Regions from separate parts of the Mus musculus genome. Here all the other regions are linked to region 1. Evidence: chromatin contacts called from public Hi-C and promoter capture Hi-C data. All regions are on one chromosome and are shown on one strand. Each heading gives the region's core, a stretch centred on a gene start, on an enhancer-like site or on the middle of the called end of the contact. The rest is flanking DNA. Distances are from core to core; before and after follow the strand shown. Region 1 holds the start of Col8a1 (collagen, type VIII, alpha 1). Region 2 holds the start of 4930461C15Rik (a long non-coding RNA gene). Region 3 holds the start of Tomm70a (translocase of outer mitochondrial membrane 70A). Region 4 holds the start of Tbc1d23 (TBC1 domain family, member 23).

Evidence for each region. Promoter capture Hi-C pulls out the DNA fragments that hold promoters and counts their contacts. A called contact is a pair of places that touch in the nucleus more often than the background predicts.
Region 2: a contact with region 1 is called in a promoter capture Hi-C map of 3T3-L1-derived adipocytes, with 6 times the contacts expected there. The contact joins the promoter of 4930461C15Rik here to the promoter of Col8a1 in region 1. A contact is called at or near these places in 8 of 39 promoter capture datasets (the 3T3-L1 cell line, 3T3-L1-derived adipocytes, the SN4741 cell line and 4 more), 1 of 484 Hi-C or Micro-C datasets (cerebral cortex) and 2 of 115 datasets of contacts at active chromatin or transcription factors (neural tube and stem cell-derived neural progenitor cells).
Region 3: a contact with region 1 is called in a promoter capture Hi-C map of stem cell-derived epiblast-like cells, with 5 times the contacts expected there. The contact joins the promoter of Tomm70a here to the promoter of Col8a1 in region 1. A contact is called at or near these places in 4 of 39 promoter capture datasets (the 3T3-L1 cell line, embryonic stem cells, liver and 1 more), 1 of 484 Hi-C or Micro-C datasets (embryonic stem cells) and 1 of 115 datasets of contacts at active chromatin or transcription factors (large pre-B cells).
Region 4: a Hi-C map of uterus shows a contact between it and region 1, with 2.6 times the contacts expected there. The contact joins the promoter of Tbc1d23 here to the promoter of Col8a1 in region 1. A contact is called at or near these places in 1 of 39 promoter capture datasets (the 3T3-L1 cell line), 1 of 484 Hi-C or Micro-C datasets (uterus) and 1 of 115 datasets of contacts at active chromatin or transcription factors (pancreatic cancer cells).

The regions. Positions count from the first base shown.
Region 1 is chr16:57,751,744-57,758,236 of GRCm38.p6, reverse strand. It overlaps Col8a1 (collagen, type VIII, alpha 1), which reads left to right and starts at 3,500. Exons shown (of 4, transcript NM_007739.2): 1 at 3,500-3,597.
Region 2 is chr16:58,404,404-58,410,896 of GRCm38.p6, reverse strand. 4930461C15Rik (a long non-coding RNA gene) reads left to right here and starts at 2,366. Exons shown (of 4, transcript XR_384912.2): 1 at 2,366-2,725; 2 at 4,823-5,516; 3 at 5,776-6,055. Dcbld2 (discoidin, CUB and LCCL domain containing 2) reads right to left here and starts at 2,362. Exons shown (of 16, transcript NM_028523.3): 1 at 1,946-2,362. The coding sequence starts at 2,141.
Region 3 is chr16:57,118,627-57,125,119 of GRCm38.p6, reverse strand. It overlaps Tomm70a (translocase of outer mitochondrial membrane 70A), which reads right to left and starts at 3,406. Exons shown (of 12, transcript NM_138599.5): 1 at 2,926-3,406. The coding sequence starts at 3,258.
Region 4 is chr16:57,227,715-57,234,207 of GRCm38.p6, reverse strand. Tbc1d23 (TBC1 domain family, member 23) reads left to right here and starts at 2,742. Exons shown (of 19, transcript NM_001358433.1): 1 at 2,742-2,894. The coding sequence starts at 2,842.

The DNA.
Region 1 (6,493 bases), core at 2,251-4,750:
CCCCCCCCAACCGCCCTGCTCCCCTACCCACCCACTCCCACTTCTTGGCCCTGGCATTCCCTTGTACTGGGGCATATAAAGTTTGCAAGATCAAGGGGCCTCTCTTCCCAATGATGGCTGACTAGGCCATCTTCTGCTACATATGCAGCTAGAGACATGAGCTCTGGGGGTACTGCTTAGTTCATACTGTTGTTCCACCAATAGGGTTGCAGACCCCTTCAACTCCTTCGGTGCTTTCTCTAGCTTCTCCATTGGGGGCCCTGTGTTCCATCCTATAGATGACTTCTGTATTTGCCAGGCACTTGCATAGCCTCATATGAGACAGCTATATCAGGGTCCCTTCAGCAAAATCTTGCTGGCATATGCAATAGTGTCTGTAAGATATCTCTGTGTGTCAATCAATATATATGTTTGATTGACCATAAATTAACCTCACACACAACACATAAGAAAAGGTTTACATTCACCAAGGACTTGGAAATATGCCATCATGTGTAGCTCTTAGTATATCCACATGATGGCAAATTTAGGGCATAGCATGTTGTCATTTGATCCTTGCCTTTCACCGGGAAGTCCACTTCTCTCCCCTTTGGAGAGATTCTAGGAACAGCTCCCTGAGAATCATCAGCACAGAGATCCATTCCTGGATTCGCAACGTGTTGTCCAGATCTGCTACTGAATCAGACTCGGGCAAGTGTGAACTGGAGAAATGAACTAATCGTTGGCACCATCCAGACAACATGAAAGGAGTGCCTTTGCTATGTTGGCTGGGTATTCAGGTTCAGAATAATGGGGTAAAGGATGAAAATGGGAAAAGAAAACTCCATCCTGCTGCTGGAGGCTGCCTTCTCTTCAAATGTGCTTTTCTTGTCTTGTTCCCCCCAAGCCCCGCCCCTTATTTTTCACAACTATGTGATGGAACTGGAATGTGTGAGACGCATTAAAGGATTATTTTCCATAATCCTATGGGAATAATTGCTAATACATTTTTTAATCACCCAGACCCTCCTTCTAGCCCCTCTTTTGTTTGCTCAGAATACATTTCCTTACTAAATTAAAGACTCGTAAGAAGTAACACTATGCCTATAAAATCATATTTGGTTTCATGGTTCAGCCCCAAGACAAATAATGTAGTCTTAATTTTCAGTTCTGGTAACGAAGGTTATTATTCATGTTGTAGACTTCACTTAATGGATCTGGACACATCCCTAAAAGATATACTATTTAGGAAGGAAAACTGAATCAGAAAAGAAAAAGAGAGGCAACAACTAACTAGTAAATGAACAAAAGCGTTCACATGAAAGTTTTAGCCTTCTTCATTCTCCATTCATCCATTAATTGAACAACTGCTGCTCGTCATCCATATGTTCACACTCATCAGAACAATTTATTCCATTGGGCCAGGTGACATTTACTGAGCATTTATATTTTCCTGGCTAGTAAACCAATAGGTATGGCTTGTTAGAGCCAGTGACTTTCCTGAATAAAGCTGATTAGGAGGTCCAGGGAAACACACACACACACACACACACACACACACACACACTTATATATATGCATTAGATAGATGATAGATAGATATAGATAGATAGATAGATAGATAGATAGATAGATAGATAGATAGATAGATAGATGATAGAAGGTAGATAGATATAGATATATACCCACACACATATATATGTATATACACGCACACACATATGATGTCAAATTTGTATCTTGATGAAAATTAAAATGTTTCCATTTTGTCTAATGACTCTTCACCATCCTCCCTCTCTGAATCGCATCGGTTTTTGCATGTTGACTTCCAAGCCTATCCATTCGAGCTAAGCTTGGAATTCTTACAAAGGAACCATCAGTTGAGGCTCTGGGCTCTCCAGGCAGACAGATGGGAGTGAGTCTGTAAAAAACTAAGTCCAGTGTAAACTTAGCACATGTGGTGGCAGGTATTATTATTATCCCAGTGGCACGCACTACTATTTTCTTAATAGATTCTTTGAAAATTCTTTTTTATACTGTGGACCTTTACTAGGCCAGTGGCTCTTTCTTAGTGGAGAGGTTTTTTGCCCTTCAGTATCCTATGGCTAAGTCCAAGGCCATTTTTTTTCCACACCTAGCAGAAGGAGACTGCTGGGCTAGTGGTCCTCTGGCATCCTGTGGAGGAGAGGCTGAGGGATACTACTGAACAGTTTTCAAGCCCCTGCGCGGGTCCTCAGAACAATGCACACTCTCCAGGCACACTAAGGAGTGCAGGAGTTTTTAAACTGCCTAGCTTAGCCTGTTGCCAGCTTGAGCTAGCTAGAAAACAAGACAGAAAACAGCACAGCATGGCTTAAGATCGTGTGTGTGTGTGTGTGTGTGTGTGTGTGTGTGTGTGTGTGTGTGTGTACTCGGTGAGCAAGGTCATTCCCTCTTCTCCAAGGCATCTATCCGACTCCCATTTCCCATCTCTGAGTCTCAAGTCCTCCTTTCAAATGCTTTGATTTCTTTGGTGGCAAAACTGTAGCTTGGGCTGGGAAGTGAGTCACCGCTCAGCAGCGAAAGGACCTTATTTTTCTTTCTCTGAATACATTTTTTAATAACTTCAGCATGACCCTTCGCACTTGTTGGTTAAATCCTCTCTATGCCTACGACAAGTGGAGAGAGCTATGACACCGAACATTTTTCAGTTGCTAGCTAGGAGAGATTTTTTTTTTAATACCGAAAATAACCAGAGGACAGCGAGCCCTAGCATCCTGTGTTACATAAGCAGATGTTGATGCTGAAGGGACGAGCTGGTGCGGAGCTGTCTCCGCAGATGGACCTCACAGCTGCTCCAGCCTCTGGAGCTGCCTGGATGTTGCACGCTTAGAACTGTCTGTGGAAGGAGGCTGGCAGGAGTGAGGTGGGGTGGGCCAGGCTGCAGCAGTCAGCTCCCAGAGGCAGGGCGCCTGGGGCTCCCTGGGACGATCCCCTCCCACCACTGTCTGGGCTCACCGGGCTTGTCCTCCACCCTTTTCCAGAAGCCCATCTTCCTCGCCTCTACCTCGCTTCCAAACCCGTCAGTTCTCTTGGGCGGTTACTTGGCTTTTCGATCACAGAGAAAACACCTTTGTTATTGACAGTCGCCCAGGTTCCTCTCGCTGCCAAAAATGTCACACAAAACCGAAAAATAATCCAGTACCCATTTCATCTTCCAGAATCAAATCCCTATCTCTCTCTCTTCCCCTACCTTTACTTTAGCTTCCCGTCCCCAAGCCCCATTCATTTCTTCCCCAACCTTTCCCTTCTGTGGTCTCTGCCTTTCTCTACTCTCCCTCATTCGTCTCCACTCCTGTCTATTTACTCCGCCGCCCTCCAAAGTCCCTGGCTCTCCCCACTCCTAAAAACTCGGGCTCTACCCTTTCTGCCCCTCCCCAGACAAGTGTCCAGCTCCACGGGGGCAGCCCGCCCGCCGCCCCCGCTCAATCCCTGCCCACCTACTGTGAGGAACAGCTCCGCCCACCTGTCCATAAAAGCCAAGTGCAAGTTACCCGCAGAGCACAGAGGATCAGAGCCCTTCCACGGTCCTCTCCGTGGGAGCCCGAGTCCCTGTCTCCCAGATCTGACGTGCTCAAGGTAAGATAACCCTTGTCAGGGCTGCTGACTTGCAGGGGGTTGCTGCCTGGAGTGAGTCCCTGCTGGTCAACGCCTTTTACTTAGAGTTGATTCATAAGGATGCTGTAATGAACAGTGAGCTTCTTAACTAGCAACTGGTTTGAAAACAAACTTCTGTTTGAACAGTAAAATAAAAATTCCTTTTTGGCAGAAACAACAGCATTTCTATTACAAAAATCTTTTCTCTTTTTAAGTCACACTGCCCCCCCTCCCCGCGTGCCCCGTCTGTCTGACTGCTTCTGAGGTTAAATGTATCTGTTTGCGGTATTATGCTTGTGTTTTTAATTGTAAATAGTTCACATATCAGTAAGGGCAGGGGAATCTGTCCCATTGTCAAAAAAAAATGCACTTTAAAGGAGCACAATTACTTCTCTAAAAATAGCACAGTCAAAAGGTCGGCTGCTGATTTTGTGATGTTTTCCAAACCCCCAAGACAACTTCTGTGAGTCCTTTAAGAAGTATCTTTCCAGGTTTAACTGCTCGGAAAAAATGATGTGAACGAGTGCCCTTTGCCCGGGGACAGTAATCAGGTGACTGGAAGATAGGAAAGTACAAATCCCAGTTTACAAGCTGGGGCAGGATGAGCCACTGCTGGGCTACCTTTCCAGTACAGCCTAAAAGGAGTCTTGTGTGGAGACTGAGAGTGTATGAGAACTCTGTGATGCCTATACACACCTCAAACACGAAGTGTTTCAATATGTTTCTCAGAAAGCACGCCGGTCAGATTGCACAATTCTTCTGTGTACAACTGACTGATGTATAGCGAGATCAGCCAGAAAGACTTCAGATGGAAGGTTTTCATCCTCACCGTCCCCTCTGCCCTCCTCAAGCGAGTGCCTGGTTATTGACTGACTCCCCCAGAGCTCTGCAGTGGGGAAGAGACCTTGGATGTGTGTAGGGGTGGTTTGGGGAAGTGGTTGTGGTAGGTGGGTTGGGGGTTGATCTGTTCTTCTTCTCCAGAGTGCTGTGCACCTGTGTGAGGAGAAGCAAACCTGACAGCTACTTTGGAAAAATAAATAAAAATCAGACTCTTGTGCCATCAAGTTTGCTACCATATTCTGTGGGTTTTGTGGGATGAAAGGCTCTCATGTGGGAGAAAAGCCCTCTTCAAATGTTCCATCTGGGCAACTGCAGAAGCTGCTCTTGGAGGAGACAAGCCCAGGCTGCCAGTCAAGAAACCAAAGCAGCGCTTTAGTCCTTAAGGTTCTTAAGGGGAGAGAGCCATTCACATCTTCATGCCTGTTGGTTGTGTGCTGTTTCAAATGGGAAATTTCACTGTAGGTCTAAAACTGAAATAAATCACACACTTAGACAAGTGGCTTGGGCTTTTCCAAATTCTCTTTATCTTTTATATATCAAAAGAAATGTAAAAATATTAAACACTGTTTAGCATGAAAGGGCTAGCATAAAATTATTCAAGTTACTTATGAACCATTTCCCCCACGTTGCAGTTTTTCCCCCCAGTGGAAAAATACTGCAGAGAATGTGGTTTCCTTTCAGAAAATGATATAAAATTACTATTGGCCAATATAATATGTGACCTGTGCATCTTCAAATCCCCTTATCTCCATCCACAGTGCAGTCTGCTGGCTCTCTAGCTAACAAGAGTAATGAGCCATGGAAGGTGCAGGTATGAAACAAGGCCAACCCAAATGTTGGGTTCATTCAAGTTAATTCCTCCTTTAAGGTAATACTTGAGTCCTGCTCAGCCCCATCAGTGAGAAAAGATTATAATTTCCTCCAAAAACCTCCTCTGTCAAAGTTATCAGCCCTAAGGGCCAAAAGCTTACATTATAGAACTCTGTTCAAGCTAAATTTGAGACTTATAATTGTTCTCTGAAGGTTTGCTTCTGCTCTCCCTGACTGTCTGAACGGAGCAGCTATGAACAGTTTAACAGTATATGTGTCATGAGGTTCAACCCCCTTAACTAAGTGGGTGAGATCATCTCAGACTGTTCATGATCTAACCTTCCCAGGGGGCATTACCAGTCAAAGGAGTCTTTCCCTAAGGTATGTACCAGGCACAATGGTACTTTTCTTCTTATGAGTTTAGAAAAATCAAAGTTAAGGTGTCATTTAGTTGTCCTAACATCACCTCTTCTGCACAGGATGTCAAAGGACAGCCCGAGTCTCCTCTTCCCGTGTGTGGCCATGTCCAGCGCATGCTATTGCAGCAGGCTGCTGCTATCTCCCTAAAGGAAAACAAGAGTGGGTGTCTCCTTGACCAGAGACACCCAAAGGATGCCCTACAGATTTTGAGGACCTGCTATACTTATAAAAAACAAACCCACACATTTTAGATTTCTATTTCTGATTTTGAATAAGTAAAATATCTACACAGTAGGAAAGTAGATGTATATTTTTATCTCAAAAGAAAAGGATAAAGGACACCTTTAAAGAATTTGAAATCAACCAGAATTGAGTGGGAAGGTGAGAAGACACCTAGACATCCATTAAGAGACTAGAACAATCTAGATCTGTTATCAAACATGACCTCTTGCTATCCTTACTTACATAGAGCCATGGAGGATGAAGAAGAGAAAAAGTACCTGCTTAGAGTTTCTGTCTGAATTTTCCTTTCTAGCCAATAAGAGCACTGTCACTGCTAATCTAAGAGTCATCTCTACTGCCTTACTCATTGCATCTTCCTCCACTTACGGAAGACAGCAGCATAGTTCTGACACCCAAAATGATTTCAGCTGTGCCCACTTCAAACTCACAGGCACTTGCCAGTTCTAGTCTTTAAAGCCATGTTATACACACCAAACACCATATTTTTTTCTATTCCACTGGTAGTATCTACAAAATGAATCCTAACTCTCCTAAAGGGGAGAGTGTTGTATAAGTGTTTTCAAGT
Region 2 (6,493 bases), core at 1,117-3,616, 650 kb before region 1:
ACTGATAAGGTTATATTATTCCTTCCAAACTTCTTCCCAAGGCTTCTTAAGAGAGTACAAAGTCCACCTTGGAACACATGGGCATTCTCATATTAAAATCGCTAGAGGTGTTTAAGAGATTCACATCCTGAGTGAGGGAATGTCAGCTGACCCTGAAGGAATGTGTTATCTTAGTTAAGACTAACTTCAAAGAAATTTCACTGCAAGCAGTACTAGGGCCCTCAGAGGGAGAGATTTTTTAAAAATCAGGGAATTCTCATCTCATACAATTTCTGAATTTTCAGATACTCACCAAACTAGTCCTTAATTTACTAACTTAGTAACTCGTGTTTAATAATTGATAAATACATTATGCTTTCCCTTTGTAAAACTGTGTGTTTCTGGTTCATTTACTTAGTCTATGAAAGAGACATGCATTCACATATGAGCAAGACAGAAAATTGATACAAAGGTATTAAACAAACAAAACTACCCGATTTTGAAGAAATAAAAATCATGTCTTTTTATGCTCTCTAAAATTATTTCTATTTATTTTGGAATCTTTTGGCAATGGGAGAAGAAATATATTGTTACAATGCTGACTAAAATGATTCAAAAATCATTTAAAATAAGATAATGTTGCATGTTACATCAGTCTGGGAATGACTACTCCAAAAGATAATGGTGTCCTATATAGCTGACTCTGTTACTCGAAGATTTGTTTTAAACATGACGTGAAATTCTAGATGTAAGCCATCTAGAAATGTTCAAACACAGTGGACTGCTTAAATGGTCATATTCCTTTCTACATTAAAATATGCTGTATTCCCTGTGCATCGGTTTCCCTCTGCTGGGAACGGGATAACTAACTCACCAAGCTGTGTGTTAAATGCACTGATTTACACAAACCACTTAGTCCCGGGCCTCCCACACACACTAAGCTTCTGTAGCCATATAAGTCTGTCTCCCCACCACGAGAAAGAAAAACACACACATAGATGCCAAAACTTCAGAGGCTTCCACACTCTAAAACAGTAAGCGCTGACTGAAATCTGCCTATTAGACCTCTAAACCTTAGGTTGCTCAGTTTAAATGTGACTATTAAAGAGGACAGTTTACGTTTTTCTCTTAGCGATTACCTCTCACACGTCCATCAAGGCTGCACCTTCCCAAGAGACAATCCCATGACCTTGAAGATATTCCTTACTGACAAAAAGTGCACACAGTGGGAAGCTGAACTGAGAAATGGAAAACGTATTTCAAGAAACTCTCCCTAGCAATTAGTAACAAGAAAAGCCATGGAAGAAATAAAGCCAAACAGAATGTGGTACGCTGCCCAAAGCAGCAACACTAAAAAGTTCAGTCCTGTATTCTCTTTCTATTGTTGATGATTTATCAACCAACAGTTGTTCCCGCTTCTGGAATGGGATTGTAGAAGGAAAAGAAGCTTTGTCACTTTCTGAGAAAGTTTGCGCTTTTGGTAGTGGACCGCTACTCTGGGCCACTTCTGTGTTTGATCAAGACAATCTACAAACCACGGTCCTCAGTAATGGGCAGGTGCTCTGAAGAACGAATTGCAAACGTAAGCAAGGCTCTAGAGAGCACTGCAATTTGCTTCATTCGCGTTAGAACCTGGGCGCTATCCCTAAGAACAGCAATCCCTGCCTGTCTTTAATAAGCTCAAGATGCTTTTTAATTTGCTCCCGACTCCGTCCATCAGTCCAGAAGGAGACAGCAAGGAGGCCTCCACGGCAGGGTCTCATACGTCCCTCTTTCACAGAAATGAATGGCTTTGCGGAAAAGTAAAGCGACACAAACTTGAGACACCGGGCGGCACCACCACCCCGCCCCGGTCCCCGCCACATCAGCCTCGCCAGTGTGGTGTCTCTGCATCTCTGGGTTCGTCGGCAGGTTCCTCCAACAGCCAAGAGCCTCAGGAGGCCGACCGGTGCGGGCCACCACTCACCTTGCTGGCCTCCAGCGTCCTGGAGCAGTAGGAGCAGCAGAAGGAGCAGTCGAGGCCTGGAGGAGGAGTTGCGGCCAGGAGGGAGGGGACAGCAGCCGGCGCTGGGCAGCGCGGCCCGGCCGGTGGCGGCGGGCGCGGCCGGGCCTCCGGGACCCTGGGGGCTGCGCGCGGCTCTCAGCGGCGCCCGGCTCGCCATCGCGGCGGCCGGCAATCCGCCCGCATAGTGCGCGCGCCGCGGAGCCCCGCGCGCCCGGGGCCCGCAGCACCCGGTGAGGACCGGGCGGCAGCGCAGCGCGCCTCGTCCCCTCCGCCCTGCTCCCCGCGCCCGCTTCACCGAGCTTCCCGCCCCGAGACCCCAGGCCGGAGCGCGGCGGATCGGAGGATAGCACCGGGGCCCGAGCTGGAACGCGCTCCCGCCGCGCTCGTAGACCGACCGTCTCTCGGGCGGGCCGGCCCCGCTCTCTCGCCCTCCCTCCCTCCCGCGCGCGCTGGCCACGCCTCCTCCTCATGCTGAGACCAATGAGCGGCCAGATCTGGTCCAGCTCCTTCCGTGCCGTCCAATCATCACGCCGTCTGCTCTGTCGACCTGTTAGCTCCTCTCCTAAAGCTCCACCGCCCCTCATCCGCGTCTGCCAATCGCCCTGGACCTCTGGGAGCGTCCCACCCGCCTCCCTCGATCCGGGTTCGCCCCCAAGCCGGGGCCGGGAGCGGTCCCCGCCCCGCTGAAGAGCCTGTAGTTTTTGGGACCACTGCCCAGAGAGAACCCGCCGAGACTCTCTGGTCAGTGACTTCCGGGACTTCCCCATCCCGCGCTCTCCAGCTTCCCAGAGCCTGCTTGCTCCTGGCTCCTCCCCCGTCGAACATCAGGCCACTGGAAGGGGTGGGATGGCTGGATGCTGGAAGATTTCAGCTGGGAGCTGTATTTAAGGGACTGTTTTTAAATAGCAGAGTATGTTTTTCTTAATTAAAACTGCAGTCAATTGCAGCAACATCTGCGGGTACAATTACAAATGTAGTGTTCAGTTTTTGCAAAGATAGCTTCTAGGACTTTGGAGAGGAAGTATAAAATAAGACCCGTGTTGCTGAGACTATTTAAGTCCACTATCTGTAAAATTGTGCTCAGAGAAGTCCCAGGAATTAGAGCCACTTTATAGATAATTTGCAGGTTTTGGAATGGGGAAGAAATGTCAGTACATCATGCACGTCAGAATGAAACAAGTACAAATTCAAATAATAGGCAATTTGATGGAGTTTTTGAGCAGGCAGTATGGCAGAAGAAAGAGCAGTCTTTAAAGAAGAATCCACAGAACTAGACAGTAGATTTATAAAGAGAAACCATCAGGGATATTTTTAATTAGGGACTCCCTAAAAAAAAAAAAAAAAGTATTGTACCTTTAACAAACAGGGACTTAGTAAGATAGAACAGTTTGCATAGCAAAGGAAGTAACTATAGAGCATCTGTATTACCTTTCAGTTTATGGTGGTTGATTTTTCACAGTATTGCTGCTGTGCCCTGTCCTGCTGATGACTGCCTTTAACAAGCCATAATTTCTGGCAGCTGGGTCTTCTCAACGCTAAGCAACGGATGCTGTACAGCAAACTGATACTGGCATAGGATGTCTACTACCTTGAGTGTATTAAATGTTCCCTTGACTTAACGTGTTCTCAAGTGATGGTGGGTTTATCAAATGTGACTCTTATCATAAGCTGAGAAGCACCTATACTGGGATGCAAAGCCAGAGAGATAGGCCATTGGTTAAGAGCCCTTGCTGACAATCCTTACGATCTGAGTTTGATCCTCAGAATTTACATGGTTGCTAGGAGAGAACTGGCTTCTGCAAGTCGTCCATGGTCCTCCAGATGTGCACTGTGGAACATCTCCCCTCCCACCCCCATACTAAATGAATGAATAAATAAATAAATAAATAAATAATAAAATACATGCCTTTTAAACAAAATAAATCGATATGGATATACAGCTAATAAATGAGGCTATAGAAAAGCAGGTTGTACAAATGTCAGTGTGAGAAGTATGTAGGAATTGGCTCTGGAACTCATGAATACATGTGAGAGTCCTAAACATGTAAAGCACTCACACCCGTGTTTCAGAAGAAAACCCAAATGCTGGAAAGGACTCTAGAAGCCATTTTTTTTCAAGTTTCTTGCATATTTCTCACACAATAAGCCCACCCCCCACCCCCACTCCCCAGTCATTGTATCTGCTAAACATCTATCGTGTAGCAAAGAAAGCACTACCAATATACGCCCTGGTCATACAAAGTTCAGTTAGAGAAGCTTACATTCTAGTGGAGAAGACAAACATTTTAAACAAATCCATCGTCACCAGTGCCAATTTGGAGGTGAGAACTAACAGAGCTAACTCTATGACCTACCCCAGCAAACAGCCAGTCCTAAGCCAAGGCTTCAAGTGATAGTCCCTGAGATGAAGCACCTCACATGTCGGATCACTCCTTCTGTATGACCACCTAGTGATAACCGTAGGCCACAAGGTGGACACAGCAAAGGGTTAGAAGCTGCTGGCTAGGATTCCTTCAGCTACATGGAACTGCACAAGAAGCAGAGTGAACTAGCTCAGGTATGGGAACCTTTCTAGAAAAGAAAGTGCTGGAGTTGTGGCTGTCCCCCCTCAGGGGAGTACAGCCTGAAAAGACTCCGAATTTCTTATAAGTAATTCCCCTATCACAAGAGAGAGGGGTGCTGTCATTTTCTCTCTGTTTTGGTATGCTAAGAGCTGTTAAAGTAGAGAATAAAGTGGTGAAGTGTTTCAGAGGACAGAACAGGGAAAAGAAGAGAGGGGGAAACCAGCGTCTGAAAAATGATGCTAGCCATCTGTCTTCGTACTCTTTTGCCTTTCAGCTTCCTGAGTTTCTTTTCTGGAGGTTTGGCTGGAGAGCAGCCCGGAGAACATTCCCCTACTGCCTGACCATGGGAAGTCATAGGAGGAGCACCGATGTGTGAGAATTGAGACACAGTGCTGCCCACCATGTCTCTCCACTTCTCATTATGGCTGTACAACCAGTTTCAGAAGGCTTCTGTGAGATAACGAAATGTTTCCTGGGAACCTTCCACCAAAGTCATATATCAGGCGTTCGAGTCTAGACCAGTCACTGCCCCAGGGCAGTCCAGGTTTACATTTACTCTCCCATACTTTCTGCATACTTCTCTAGTCAAGCTTGCCATTCTCTTTGCCTAGGGGGACTCAGTTTCCCTGTAGGCTGATGTCTGCTGAGTCAGTGGGGATAGGGCAGTTTGACCCATGAGATTTACCTGCTCAGGGCCAGGACCTAACTGGTGATTGTGAAAAATCACTCAGCGTGAATAGGTTTGTAGAAGGCCGCCACCATCATAGGGGCCACAGCTAGAAGCTAGAGTGTGTCCCATTGGCAAGCCCGGCCCCTCAGCTTTCCTACAGAATCTCAAGAAAGTGAGAACTTCAGAGATTCCCTTGGGTGCAAAACAACAGCACAAGCCCAGAAGGAGTGGAGACCTCACAACACACGAGATCCTGGACATGAGGCAGACCCTGTAACCACAGCAGTTGTCTCTTTGGGTTGGTAAATGAAATAATGCTTTGAATGTAGGCTCTAGGGCAGAGATGGACTTGAGGAAAACACCACATAGGATAACTGAATATGAAACACTAGGAATAAAGGTCTGTATCATTTTAATGCATAGTCACTCCATGGGAAGATGTTTAAAAAATAGAAACAGATTTCTGATGTGAATTTTAATTTACAAGATCTTCTCTTCCCTGATGTCTCCTTCTTCCTCTTTTTTTTTCTCATTCTTTTCCTTTCATCTTCTCCTAGTCAATAAAGAGCAACGGGACTTGACATCCAGAGAGAAAGAAATATGAGGAGCCACACCCCACAATTTCATCTTGTAAATGAGCTTAGGAAAGGAGAACAGGAGGGAAAGCCCCCGGGGCTGTCGGCCTGGGCTTCTGTCACTGCAGACATCTGGCTTTTAATGACATGATATGGGAAGAATCATTTGGCACCATCATTGCTGTTAAATGTCTTTCAAGCATTAATAAAACATAAGAGACTCGCTTAAAATGGCATTTATACTGGAAACCTTACGGTGATGGTATGTCATGAATCACTGGTGAGCTTTATCCGTGGCCCTGTTTTTGGCAGGAAACTGAAAGGGGGGAATGAAGGAGAATTTGCCTTTGTGATCTTCCCCTGAGGTCAGAGAGAGAGAAGCCTATGGCCGTCCCGGGAAATACTTCAAACTTCAAAGATGAGAGGCCTAAGCTCTGGTCTCTGTTCTCACAGGAGTGTTTTCTTTGTCTGGTGGCCCGTCCGGACAAATGTTTATAGCCGTGTTTGGTGCTGAGCGTCTGAATTCTGCTAATGATCCCTTCTGTGAACAAAAATGGTTTGCAGGCATTCCTCCCTTTATGGGCTTGTCTTTCCTTTGGCTCATCTTTTCAGACAAGGCTCTCAGGTTTAGTCTTCAGACTTTCTTATCATTTATCAACTTGCACAAAGATAGTAGTTGCAGCAAATTCAAGGGAAGGGT
Region 3 (6,493 bases), core at 2,157-4,656, 630 kb after region 1:
TCTACCACTGGTTCATTTTATATTTGGGCAAACATTAAGCCCAAAGACAAAACTAAACAGGTTTTCTTTTCAGTCTGCTAACACTGAACCCTGAATAGATATCTGGTAATTCCTTAATCCTGTTAAAAAAAAAAGGTAGTTATTGTGCAGCTGGAGACACAGCACCTAGAAAGCCTGTTGTACCTTCAGCTGAGACAATGCAGAGCTAACGCAGAGGGAGTCCTTCAGCCATAGGAAATACGGATGAGTTATACGCAGTTATATCAGTTATATCAGTTATACACAGACACTCGTAAGAGTCAAATATGACTCTCTACCAACACTTAAGAATATAATTTCCACTAGAAAATAATGATTCTTAATATTGCCTTGCTAAACAATAATTTAGTAATTCCAAGTAAGATTTCAGGACCATATTCCTAAATTCTACATGGTGAGGTTAAAAAAAAAATGGCATGTTCAAGTGTTTTGCTCAGTTTTATTTTGGGACAAATATAATAACCATTTTAAAGCAGAGAATTCAACAGAAGTCAGGCCAATCAAAATTATTCTTTATAAAAACTAGAAGCCACTTATAAATATTAAAATAATTAGTACTGCTGCAGACAATGTTGCAATACTAAAAAGGGAATTTACTAATTATTTCTGTGTTATATATGTGTAAATGCATACACGTGCTTATGTGCAACCAAGTGAGGGTGTTCTTGAACACTGGAGGTACTGGATCCTCCTGAAGCTGGAATTACAAGTGTGAGCTATCACACAAGGGTCCTGGTAACAAGCTCATGTTCTCTGCAAGAGCGATATGCACTCTTTAACTGTTAAGACACTTCTCCACGCCAGCTCCCCTTATTCTTAATTTATGATTACTATAGAACTTAAGAACTTTTATGTAACGTTTACTTATTTACTATTCCAGATTAAAATGAAATAGAAACTTTAGATATGAAATTTTCACATGTACAAAATTTCACATCTATGGAAACAATAACTGAGTCAAAGAAGGCTCTTGACAACCACCTTCACGGGCACTCACAACCACACCATTTCTTAAACAGGCACTTACAGGTTGCTTTGCTAAAAATGCCCTTAAAATCTCACTCTGGCCCATAGGTGACTGAAAGTAGGACAAGAGCATAACATCTCTGCATTCTGTCCCCTTCAGCTCAACTGAACCCAGAGGTTAAGTCATTGTCCTTAACCTTTTCCTCGAGTCACCTTGGATTCCAGAGCACCCCTCAGACGAGGGTAATTATCCTGGATGTTGAGTCCATGCCCTGGGACATACGCAACTGTCTTACAGGGACCAGACTAATCCCCTTAGGAACCCTTCCTTCAGCCCTCACCAGCCCTCACAACTGCCATACCACTTCTTGACCAGAGCTGCTTCATTTCCATACCTCTTGCCCAGATTCTCCCATCAGTTAAACCTTAAAGGTCTGGTGAGTAACCTAAAAACTTGGAAGTTACTGGAACCAACTGACCATCCCTCTTTCCAGTATGGCAACACTAAACAAATCTTTGCTTTTTGCCATTATTTATCTCTGTAAAGGGCTTCTTGGAGTGTGGTTGCTCATCATAGTTTGCTGGGGCTGCCAGTGCTGGGCTTTCATCCTAAAAACTTTGGTTTAACATTTTAGTGCTGGATGAAATAGAAGGGACCAAATATTTTAATCCTCTTAGCCTACCAGGATGACAATGACATAAACTGAGCTTACCAAAATAACAATGCTGGACAGGACAATGTAGAATGGCATCTCCTCAGCTCTCAAAGATCATGGTTCCCTCCAACATTGTAAGTTCTGGTTAGAAATTGGCTGTTTAACTTCCCCATAGGAGAGAACAAACAGCCTTCCTGCTAGCTAGCACGGTGACTCACACACAGTAAGTACTATCCCTGGAGTCATATACCAGAGCCTCTGAAGCTACTTAGGAAAAGAACAACGTGTCTTCAGGCTGAATGGGATGAAAATGCCTGCCATTCATTTAACTGTACAGTTTTTCTCATGAGTGTTAAGTGCACATAGGATGCGTGTGTATAAAGAATTTCCTCAGGCACATACCTGGTATTTATTTACCTGTAAGTTTCTCTGAACTTGGATTACTCTGGTAATACCACCACAGAATTCCTGACCCAGTAAAGTCCCTTATCTCACTCAATCTCAGTCCATGCCAATTCTCCACACAGCCGTCAAACTTGTCAAAAAGATTTAATAGTCTGACCACCAGATCCGATAGAGCAGTTTATCACTCCAATGCTTGTTATAACACCAGAGACTCTTTATCAGGCTTGGACACATGTATATATATGTCCAGGTGAAATAGAACATTTTAAGATGTGCAGCGGGGGTGGGGGTGGGAGGCACAGTTCCTTAAAAACTGAACTATTTCCTATATACAAAGCTACCTAATGATTTTTTTGAACTTTGTAATAGTTGCTAATCTCCCTCCCCAAACACACACACACACACACACACACACACACACACACACACAATCAGAGCGAGAGAGAAACTCCGAAAGAAAAATGGCTTGTTTTTAAAAGGTTCTTAGCAAAGTTCTGGTCTTGGGAAACACAATAACAACTCACGGTACAACTCCAATCGTTCCGTGAAATTTGCCTTTCTTCGCTTAATGGAATTACTATATTTGTGCATGTTTCCCATACCTACATACTAGGGATAAATGCTGTGTCACTTAGAAGAAAGGCAAAGTATTCTGTTGGATCCCAAAGGAAATTGTCAAAGAACGTCTCTACGCTAGCCAGCCTGGAGCTGCTATTCCATTCCCTATAAAGGCAACCAGAAACGACTCTAAAGTCACTCGGCAGTTTCCGACCGGTGGGAGGGCCCCTCACCCGCACAACGGGTCAAGGAAAAGCTGCATCCGCTCGTTTTCACCTCTACGGCCCGGGCGGCTTCTCACCATTTCCAGGGAGTCCCCAGAACCGTCGTGGTGGCCACTGCCCAGGGCCGGACTGGCCCTGCCCTCGGGGGTCTTCCGTTCACTGTTGCGCTTCAGGCCGCTGGCGTCGCCCCGGCCTCCCGCTTCCCGGCGCCTCCGCCTTCGGCTCCACAGGTACATAGCCCCAGCACCCAGCAACAGGGGCGCCCCGATGGCCAGCGCCACGTGCCATCGCGGCAGGGTCCCCGCGCCCGAGCCGGGGCCCGCAGTCCCACCGCCACCGCCCACTCCATTTCCAGAACCGGGCGCAGCAGCCGCCGCCATCGCCGCCTCTATGGGCTTAGAGGCGGCCATGACGACTGTCCTCCGCCGCCGCCGCGCCGGTCGCGGGCGCCACGGTCACCGGGCAGCGTGGGGAGGAAGCCGGGAGCGTGGAGGGAAAGCAACGCGCGAGCGAGCACGCTAAGCAGCAGGAGCGGACGACAGAAAAGGGCCAGAGGTCACCGGAAGCCCGGGGCATGCCGGGCTAGACCGGCGGCTGGGCCCGCCCCTATCTACTGTACAGGGGAGAACCACTTCCGGGGTCAGAAGGCCTGGCGCTCTGGGTGGCTTTTCCCTTTCCTCTTGCAGGCGGTTGCCTAGAATCGCTCGGGAGGTCTCAGGCCTTGCGTGACTGCAGACCTCTTCTCCAGGACAGAAGGACCCGTGGCACTGTCGCCAGTGCGGCGAGGAGGGGCGTGGGGGGCCGTGTGCAGCAAGTGTAGAGGGACAGCTCCCTGTAGCTCTGTGAGTGGGCGGGACTTGCAGAAGCACTGTGAAGGGAATTGGCCAGCAGGGATGGTGGGCCTCCCAGTTGATTGGTAGGATCGGGGAGGGGGGTGTGGCTACGTTGGTGCCTGTTAAAGACTGAAACTGTGGGAGGGGGGAAAAAGGGTGAGACCATCGTGCTGTGTAAACCAGCTTTGTATATTTCTGCAATAGCCAGATTGTAGTTTGGACAAATTTGTAGTTCCTGGGACAATGACAGAGGGCAAAGACTAGATGGAAACTGGGGAAGGTAGGTTGACTCATGGAAGTGACTTGCAGCCTGTGTGCTGCACCTTTAATAGTTACAAAGGGCAAGGATGTCTGTTAGAAGGCTTTCCTATTGGCTTTCCTCGAGGACCCCGGATCACCGCAGGCATCTTTACGTGTGTATCTTAAAATGGATTCCACCTGACATCTAGCCCATACAACCTTCCCTGGAGCACAAGTGTCTGTCACAACACTTTGAGTTTGCTCACTTATTTGAAATAACTTAAATTTTTAAAAAAAATTTATTTCATTTATATGACTACACTGTAGCTGTTTTTCAAGCACATCAGAAGAGGGCATCGGATCCCATTACAGATGGTTGTGAGCCAACCATGTGGTTGCTGGGAATTGAACTCAGGACCTCTGGAAGAACAGTCAGTGCTCTTAACTGCTGAGCCATCTCGTCAGCCCTGAAGTACTTTTCTTAAGCCTTCATGAACTCTGGATCTGGTCTCAAAGCATGAAGTCTACTTTGCAAGGTGTTTGGAATTCACACAATTTTCAAGAAAAAAAGGCAAAGCATGGATAATTAAATGTTCCAGGCTATGGCTCTTCATTTCAGGTTTGAACATCCTTTTGTCAAACAAACAAACAAACAAACAAACAAACAAACCAAAAAAACAAAAACCAAACACCCATAGATGGTCATTTGGCTTTTAAGTACCACAGGATGCTCACCATAATAGCATTACATGAAGATGCAAAGGCCAAGTTGTGTCAACGTGGAGTGATTAAAATAGAATGTTCCAGTTTGAAACTTCAGGGCCTTTTCTCTTGCGTCATGTTGGTTCTCACCAGTGAAATGTTTGCACTAGCAACAAACTGAAAATGGTAGTGTAACTTAGTTGATCAAATAGAGATTGCTGTAGGCACTGTTCTCACCCCAGAACTTCAAAATCGGAATCTCATGCCCTCTGAGTAATCTTGGATTTTTCAGAATAACAGCAAAAGGATTCTCCCCCTATAACTTCACATTTTTTTCTGTGATATCTTGGAGGACTAAAGGCTCCCAGTTTGAATAAACCATTGGAACTAAAACACATTTGAAAGATTTTCACCTTTGTTAATTTTGTGTATGTATGTGTATGGGTGCACCCATTCCACGGATCATGATATGAATCTTTGGGAGTCACTTCTTTTGTCCATATGGGTCTTGGGATCTTTTATAGCACCAGCAAAATGATCACACTATCGATTAACAGTTTCTGTTTCTTCCCCAATTATTACCACATTGCCATAGTTATTGGTTCTTGTATCTGCTACTCAAGTTCATCTTGGGTCCTTGAAGAGTAGGAATCGTGGTATAGTAATCTTAGTACTTCTGGACCTGTTGCTAAGTTAGACATATGATAGGTATTGTTAGTGTTCCTGCCCAACACAATTCCTGAAACAGATAATGCAGGGAATATGGGGAAAGAGGCGCTCTTATTCACTGCTGGTGGAAGTGTAAACAAATATAGCCATTATGGAAATAATATGAAAAGTTCTGGAAAAATTATAGAACCATGTGACCCAGCTATACCATGATTGGGCATAGATCTAAAGGACTCTATAGTCTGCCACAAAGAGATTTGTACATTCATGTTTATTGCTGCATAAATTAAAATATTTAGGGAATGGTAGCAGCCTAGATATCCATAATGGATGATTGGATAACAAAAATGTGGTACATACACACAGTATCATTTTACTCATTGCACAGAAAAATGAAATCATGAAAATTTCAGGAATGGATAGATCTATAAAGTATATTATAATAGTCTCCCATATGTGGATCAAAGCTTATAATGTCTCCATATACTAGTGAGAGGTCGGTGCAAGTATAGGTTATGAAACCAGGGAGAAGGCTCCTAAAGGAGGAATATAGTTGTTGAGGAAAGGTGAGGGGATGGGCAACAAGACATGTAACATACAAAAAAAAGAGAAAAAGAAGCTGTGGAAGATTATAAGGAAGATAAACACAGGCGTGAAAAGGGGAAGAGAATAAAGAAAAATACACAGTAATTTTACTTGAAATGTCATAAAATAACTTAATGTTCTAATTTTAAAACTTGTAAGTAAAAAATTGAAATTTATTTAGATGGAAACACAAAATAAAGACAGGTAAAAATATCCACAAACTATGCCTTCAGCAAAGGAATAATATCTAGAATCTATACATTTCACATTTCAACATTAAAAGGGCAAATAATTTTATTATAAGATAAGCCAAAGTCATGAAAGACAGTCACCTTACTGAGAAAGATAAATAAGTGAAAAATAAGTTCATGAAAAGATTTTCAACATTAGCTATTAAATAAAGGTGAATTAAAACCACTAAGTGGGTTGAGGAGATGGCTCGGTCATTAGAGTGCTTGGTACCTGTCTTAGTCAAGGGTTTCTATTCCTGCACAAACATCATGACCAAGAAGCACTTGGGGAGGAAAGGGTTTATTCAGCTTACTCTTCCACATTGCTGTTCATCACCAAAGGAAGTCAGGAATGGAACTCAGGCAGGTCAGGAAGCAGGAGCTGA
Region 4 (6,493 bases), core at 1,493-3,992, 520 kb after region 1:
CAAGCAAGGTAAAGGAAGATGATGCTGAGAAAGAACAAAAGTAAGATTAGAAAGGGCAGAAGACCTACGTACAGCTGAAATACGCGATCTCCCAGCAGCTTGCATATTAGCAACCCACAATGAGGCAAACACCAGGGAGAATGAATCAGAGGAACCTATTCAAGAATGACAACCAAAAGCATATTAATGTTGTGAGACTTGCACAGGTTGGATGCCCACATAGTTGGTTCTGAACAGGTTAAGGAGAAGTCTAAGGAAGGTTTAAGCTATTTGCACAGAGTGAAAAACTATTTGGAAAAAAAAGTATATATATATATATATATATATATATATGTATGTATGTATATATATCTATCCAGATATCATCTGTTTTTGAGACAGGGTTTCACTGTGTAGTCCTGGTTGTCCTGAACTTACTTTGTAGACCAGGATGACCTTGAACACATAGATCTGCTCTGCCTCTGCCTCCCAAGTACACCTCCACCATCTGGAATAAGTAATATACGTTAATAGAATATTTTACCAAACAGACTATAACATAGTCACTAATTTGATTACAATAAAAATGAACTTCAATAGAAGGCTAGAATGAGCTTGACTGGTGAACAATTGCTTGCATGTCACTGAGTAGTTTTTGAGCCACTTTTCTGCAAGCCTTCCAGAACAACTGAAGGGATCCATCAGAGGATATGTGTCTCAGAATGGCGATCTGACCTAGAGTCACACCTTTTATTTATTTTTGTTTTTTCAAGGTTTATTTATTTATTATATATACATACACTGTAGCTGTCTTCAGGCACCCCAGAAGAGGGCATTGGATCTCATTACAGATGGTTGTGAGCCACCATGCGGTTGCTGGGATTTGAACTCAGGACCTTTGGAAGGGTAGTCAGTGCTCTTAACCACTGAGCCATCTCTCCAGCCGCCACACCTTTTATTTTTTAAAACGGTCATCTATAGCCACATTCTATGTAAAAATGAATTTTCACAATGAAGAACTGAACCTTACACATCTGCTCCAGGCTTGGAATTGAATGTTCAGCTTTTTATTGTCTCTTTTTGGAAGGAGAGCCATCATGTTTTGGTTTATCACTGGGACAGCTGTGCTACATTATTTAAATAGTTTTTAAAATTCTGGAGCATTTTAGGTACCAAAGTATATTTCAGAAAAAAAAATGATGGATACCCTTGAAGGTACCTCTCAGCTCCTAAAAATGAAATATTAAACATTAGAACCAATATAGTGGCAAACACCTCTCGTACTGCTTCTTTGAGCGGCGGAGGCAGGAAGAACACTTGCGCTTAGGAGCTCACAGACACCAGCCCCGGAGTCAAGCCAAACCTGGTCTTGCCGGGTCTCCAAAGCAAATTCTGAGCTCCTCAAGGTTACTAGTGAGACTGTCTCAAAAGACAAAACAAAACATAACCAGCCAACCAATCGAACAGAAACTTACTTTACTTAATTAAAGCTATTTCTGGTCATTCCTGCCCCATCTAAAACTTAATTGTTTTCAGTTTTTCTACACATTACCCCTGCATTTCTCAGTGTGCATGCATCTATTGCTAATATATTGATATCAAACATAAACGATGCCTTTTGTTTGTAATCTGTTTGGTTCATCTAACAATGGCATTTTCAGATTTATCCATAAATTTCATGTAGTTAACTGCATCGTTGTTCCTGGGCTTAAAAATATTTGTTCAGCTCCTCCCTGAATCTGTACTAGGCAAAGATAGCCCAGGGGCTAGTGTTTTGGTAATACTGGTACTGTGGATGAAACCTGGGTGCGGAACAAGGAGGCCCATTTAGAGGGACAAATGGGACTTTGGCTAGGAAGGGAAGGATCTCGGCAGCTTTCTTTTTTTTTTTTTTTTTTTTAAGATTTATTTATTTATTATATGTAAGTACACTGTAGCTGTCTTCAGACACTCCAGAAGAAGGAGTCAGATCTTGTTACGGATGGTTGTGAGCCACCATGTGGTTGCTGGGATTTGAACTCTGGACCTTCGGAAGAGCAGTCGGGTGCTCTAACCCACTGAGCCATCTCACCAGCCCCCCTCGGCAGCTTTCTTAAACTGATTTTTTAAACTGGAATTTCAGTTTCAGAACTACAGTTGATTCTCCTGGCTGTTAGAAGACATATTTAAGATAGAAGACTAGAGTATAATTTTCTTAACTGGATAGCTTGACAGAGTCCTTCGTGTATTTTTATTTTTCTTGTAGCTCTGGTGATTGAATCATTGAGGATGCTGGGCAAGTGCTGTATGGTTTACTAAGTCCCTGGCCTTTTTATTTTTTTGAATGGTCTTTACAAATGATGTGGTATGTCCTTTCCTTTTTTTCTATTCAGCCTACCTTCTCTGTGTGAATTCATACTTGCCCTCCTCTCTCCACTAGCTGGGATTCTCAATTCTGGCTCACACCGGACAGCCAGAGACCCAAACATTAAGACGCCAAGCCAGGATGCTTCACTTTCAGAGTCTCCTCTGAGCCACGCCTGCCCGCAGCGTGGCGCCCCGCCCCATCCCGGAGAACCCCTCCCACTCCCCAGGGTCGGCCCCGCCCACAAGCCTTGTGCCCCGCCCACTCCGTTCGCGGGCCCTTGGCATCCTGGGATTTGTGGTCTTCCATAATCTTCTCCCTCTCGCAAAGCTCCGGGCTCCGCCTTTCGCCCTAGAGACGTGGTGACGTTGCATCCTTCCAATTCCTCGCCTCCTCCCTCTTTCGCTCTGGTGAGTCTCAAGTCTCAGACTTCATAACTCCTTTTACGACACTGAATCTCTGAGACAGTCTCGGTGCCAGGTCCACTTTTCGGCAAAGTGACGTGGACGTCAACAGCAATGGCGGAAGGAGAAGAGCTTCTGCCACTGTCAACGTCGGGCGGGGACAGCTGGTGAGTGCGAGCCCAGGTTTAATTCCCACTGGCCCCTTCTCTTCCTGTTCGCCATCCTGCCTGTCCCCGAGGTGCTGGCTGGCGGGGCGTGGAGCAAAAGGCACCTGTCCTCCTCTGAGCCCCTGCCCCGCCCCCTCTGCTTCAGGGTCCCCTCTGCCCGCGGGCTTCTGCGGCTGGGGCAGAATCCCGGGGACTCAGGGGCCATCCTGGATCTGCGCCTAAGTCAGGTCCTCCCGCTTGGCCCAGCGAAGAGAGTGGCTTCCCCACTGAGTTCGCCGAGTCCCTAGCCAGGGAGTTGGAATGGGCGCACTAAGGAGGAAGTTCTTGGATGGAGATCTCAGACCATTTGAAATGAGATCTTTTGAAATAACCACCGCGACCTTTGACAGTGCAGAGGTCGTGAGATACACCCAGCAAGATTCCTTCTACGTAGTTCAGGGTTGTCTTTAAAAAAAAAAATTATTATTATTAATTTTGTTTATCTCCCAACAGTTTCTAACATTTGTTATTATTATTTTTTTTTCTTCCCCACCACTTTCCTCACAATTTAATTTCATGACTTGGAGGGCGTTTTGAATTTTGTTACTGTTTCTCCCGGGCATTTGCATGTGTCTCTGGGGCTGTGGGAAGATTTGGTTTTTAAAGGAACTCATGTAGCCCAAGGCTGGCCTCGAACTTTCTGAGTGGCTGAGGATGACTGTGGACTTCCAATGCTTTTGCTTTCTCCTCCCGAGTGCTGGCTTGTAAGCTCCATCCTGCCTGGTTTGTGTTGGGCTGGGGATTGAACCGAGGGCTTCCTGTGTGCTAGGACAAGCATTCTACCAACTGTGATACATCCCCAACCCTGCCAATACCTTTTTGGTAGGCATTATTTTTCCCACTGAGGGTCATTAATTTTTGGTGGACACTTCTACTTTTGAAGTTGTGTGTGTGTGTGTGTGCACGTGTATATCTTACAGTTGATCTAACTGTATTGACCAGGTGTAAGACTCATGGATTTTGCTGTTGTTTTTCACAGTGTTTATATATCACTGTCACGGTGTACCTACACACAATGCAAGCCTTTGGTAAATTTGTACTTTACTAATTGAGGACAATAGAAATAACAGAAAGGAATACACGATATAGCAGTTGAGTAGCTGGTCTTCTGGGGACTGACAGGTACACATGTAGCAAGCTAAAGTTAATTTTGTTCTCTGAGATTGTAAATAAGTGTTGTGGGAGTTCAGAAGAGGCAGAAACCATTTCAGCATGCATTACAAAAGCTCATGGAGGCACTGGTGTGTGAGTTAGACTCTGAAGCATCAGTAAGACTTACCTTAACATTGTTCAAAATAGTCACTATAATGTGAGCTACGGAAGGAATTAATTAAAATTTCTTTCCTTTGCCTCATTGAAAACTTAAAAAACAATAACAAAAACCAGGTAGAACTTTTACTATGTTTAAAAAAAATATATCCAACACCAATGTATTATTTGAATATGTGCTCATTATTTAAAAGCAGTTTTTCATTTATTTATTTGTTTGAAGGCAGGGTCTCACTGTGTAGCCCTAGCTGGTCCAGAACTTGCTATATAGCCTTGTCTGACCTCTGTCTCCTAAGCTCTAGGATTAAAGGTGTATACCACCACAACCAGATTTAGTTTTTAATTTTTACCCATATGAAAAGATTTATGTACACTTTATACTTATCATGAATTTCAGTTGGTCTAGCCATATTTCAAATATTAAATACCTTACAGAGCTGGAGGCTAAATCCCAGATTGTGCTATGCTGTTAAGAGAATAAAGAAACGGCAGAAATGGAGGCAAAGGCAGGAAAATTAAGGATTTATTTGGGGAATAATAACTAGCACTGCTTGACTTAAGAGAAAGATAGGTCTGGAAAATCCGTACACATTTATGAGGGATGGGTGGTTATGTAAGTTGCATTCCCTAAGTGCAACTTAGGGACTTGTACATGGTAAACAGGTGCTCTGCCTACACTGATCTATAGTGTCAGCCCAGTAAAAAGATTCCAACCCATTATGGAAACCTTTTAAGAATCAATGATAAGGACTTTCTAGAAAGTGACCTAGTGGTTATAGCATGAAGTCCGGAGCTTGGGAAGAATTTTTCTGAGTTAAAACATCGTAAGGAAGTTCTTAGTTCATGTGTGTGTGTGTGGTTATGGGCAAGGTCTCTCTAGTGGATGGTTGCTGGTAGCAACATTTGTTCTCTTAAAGGTCCCATTAAGGTCTATGTCTTTTGTTGCTCTTTTTGTTTTTCAAGATAGAGTTTAGTTTCTCTGTGTAGCCTTTGTTGTCCTGGAAATCTCTGTAGACCAGGCAGGCCTGGAACTCACAGAGATCCTCCTGCCTCTGCCTCTGAGTTGGGATTAAAGGAGTGCGCCACCACTGTGGGGCCAGGTCTTTGTCTTAGGGTGACTATTGCTGTGATGAAACACCCTGATCAAATGAACTCGGGGAGGAAAAGGTTTATTTGGCTCACACTTCCGCATCATTGTCATCGATGGAGGAAGTCCGGACAGGAACTTACACAGGGCAGGAACCTGGAGGCAGGGGCTGATACAGAGGGCATGGCGGGGGCTGCTTACTGGCCTGCTCCTTATGCTCCTCAACCTGCTTTCTTATAGAACCACCAGCCCAGGGCTGACTTTTTCATCATCTCCTATCAATCGCTAATTAAGAAAATGCCTTACAGGCTTGCGTACAGCTGGAGGCATGAGATCTCACCTCTCAGATGACTTCAGCATGTATCAAGTTGACAGAAACCTACCCAGCACAGTCTGCGTGTTTGGTGTGGGTTCCTTGTTGTTTTATTTCCATGAGATGTTTGTTGAGATTTTTAGTCTCCCCCCATCCTCTTCTCCCCTCTCATCTCTCCAGTCTCACTCTTCCTGACCAGCTTCCGTAGAGTCAGGAAAGACTTTGGGATTGGGGGCCATAGATTAGTAAGCCCACTTTTCTTTGAGTGTTTGGTAAATGAGATCCTTGCAGAACGGTTTCTAGTTTAGCTGTCATGTTTTAGTTTGACTTGGTCACTTGTAAAGTTTTCCACAGTGTATTTTGCAGGTTACCACCAAACTCATCCTGATGGCTAAGGATCATTCAGTCTACAAATGGAAGTGTGTAAGAATAAAACTAGGCTGGGTGTGGTGGCTTGCTGGTGATCCCAGCTTCATTCACCCAGGAGAGTGAGGCAGCGGAATTGGTGCAAGTTCAAAGTTAATCAGAGCTACATTGTGAATTTTAGGGCAGTCTGGGCTGCTGATGAGACTCTGTTTCAGAAACATGAAATAGTTAAAAGTGAGAGGAAAAAAGGGGTCAAGGGGGTTGGGGGGGGGAGAAGGGAGGAGAGAGAGAAGCGGGAATAAAGGGAGGGAAGAGAGCCGAGAGAAAAACCTAGGCTCCTGTCCTCTAGGATTTTATGATCTAGATCAGAAGGCTAATTTAAGAACATCAACGAACATGGGCCTGATTGGGCATATCCTTAATCCCAGCACTCAGGAGGCAGAGGCAGAGTTTGACCCCACCCTGATCTACATAGTGAGCCTCAGGCCAGACCTGGATTACATGGTGGGGCCCTGTCTCAAAAAA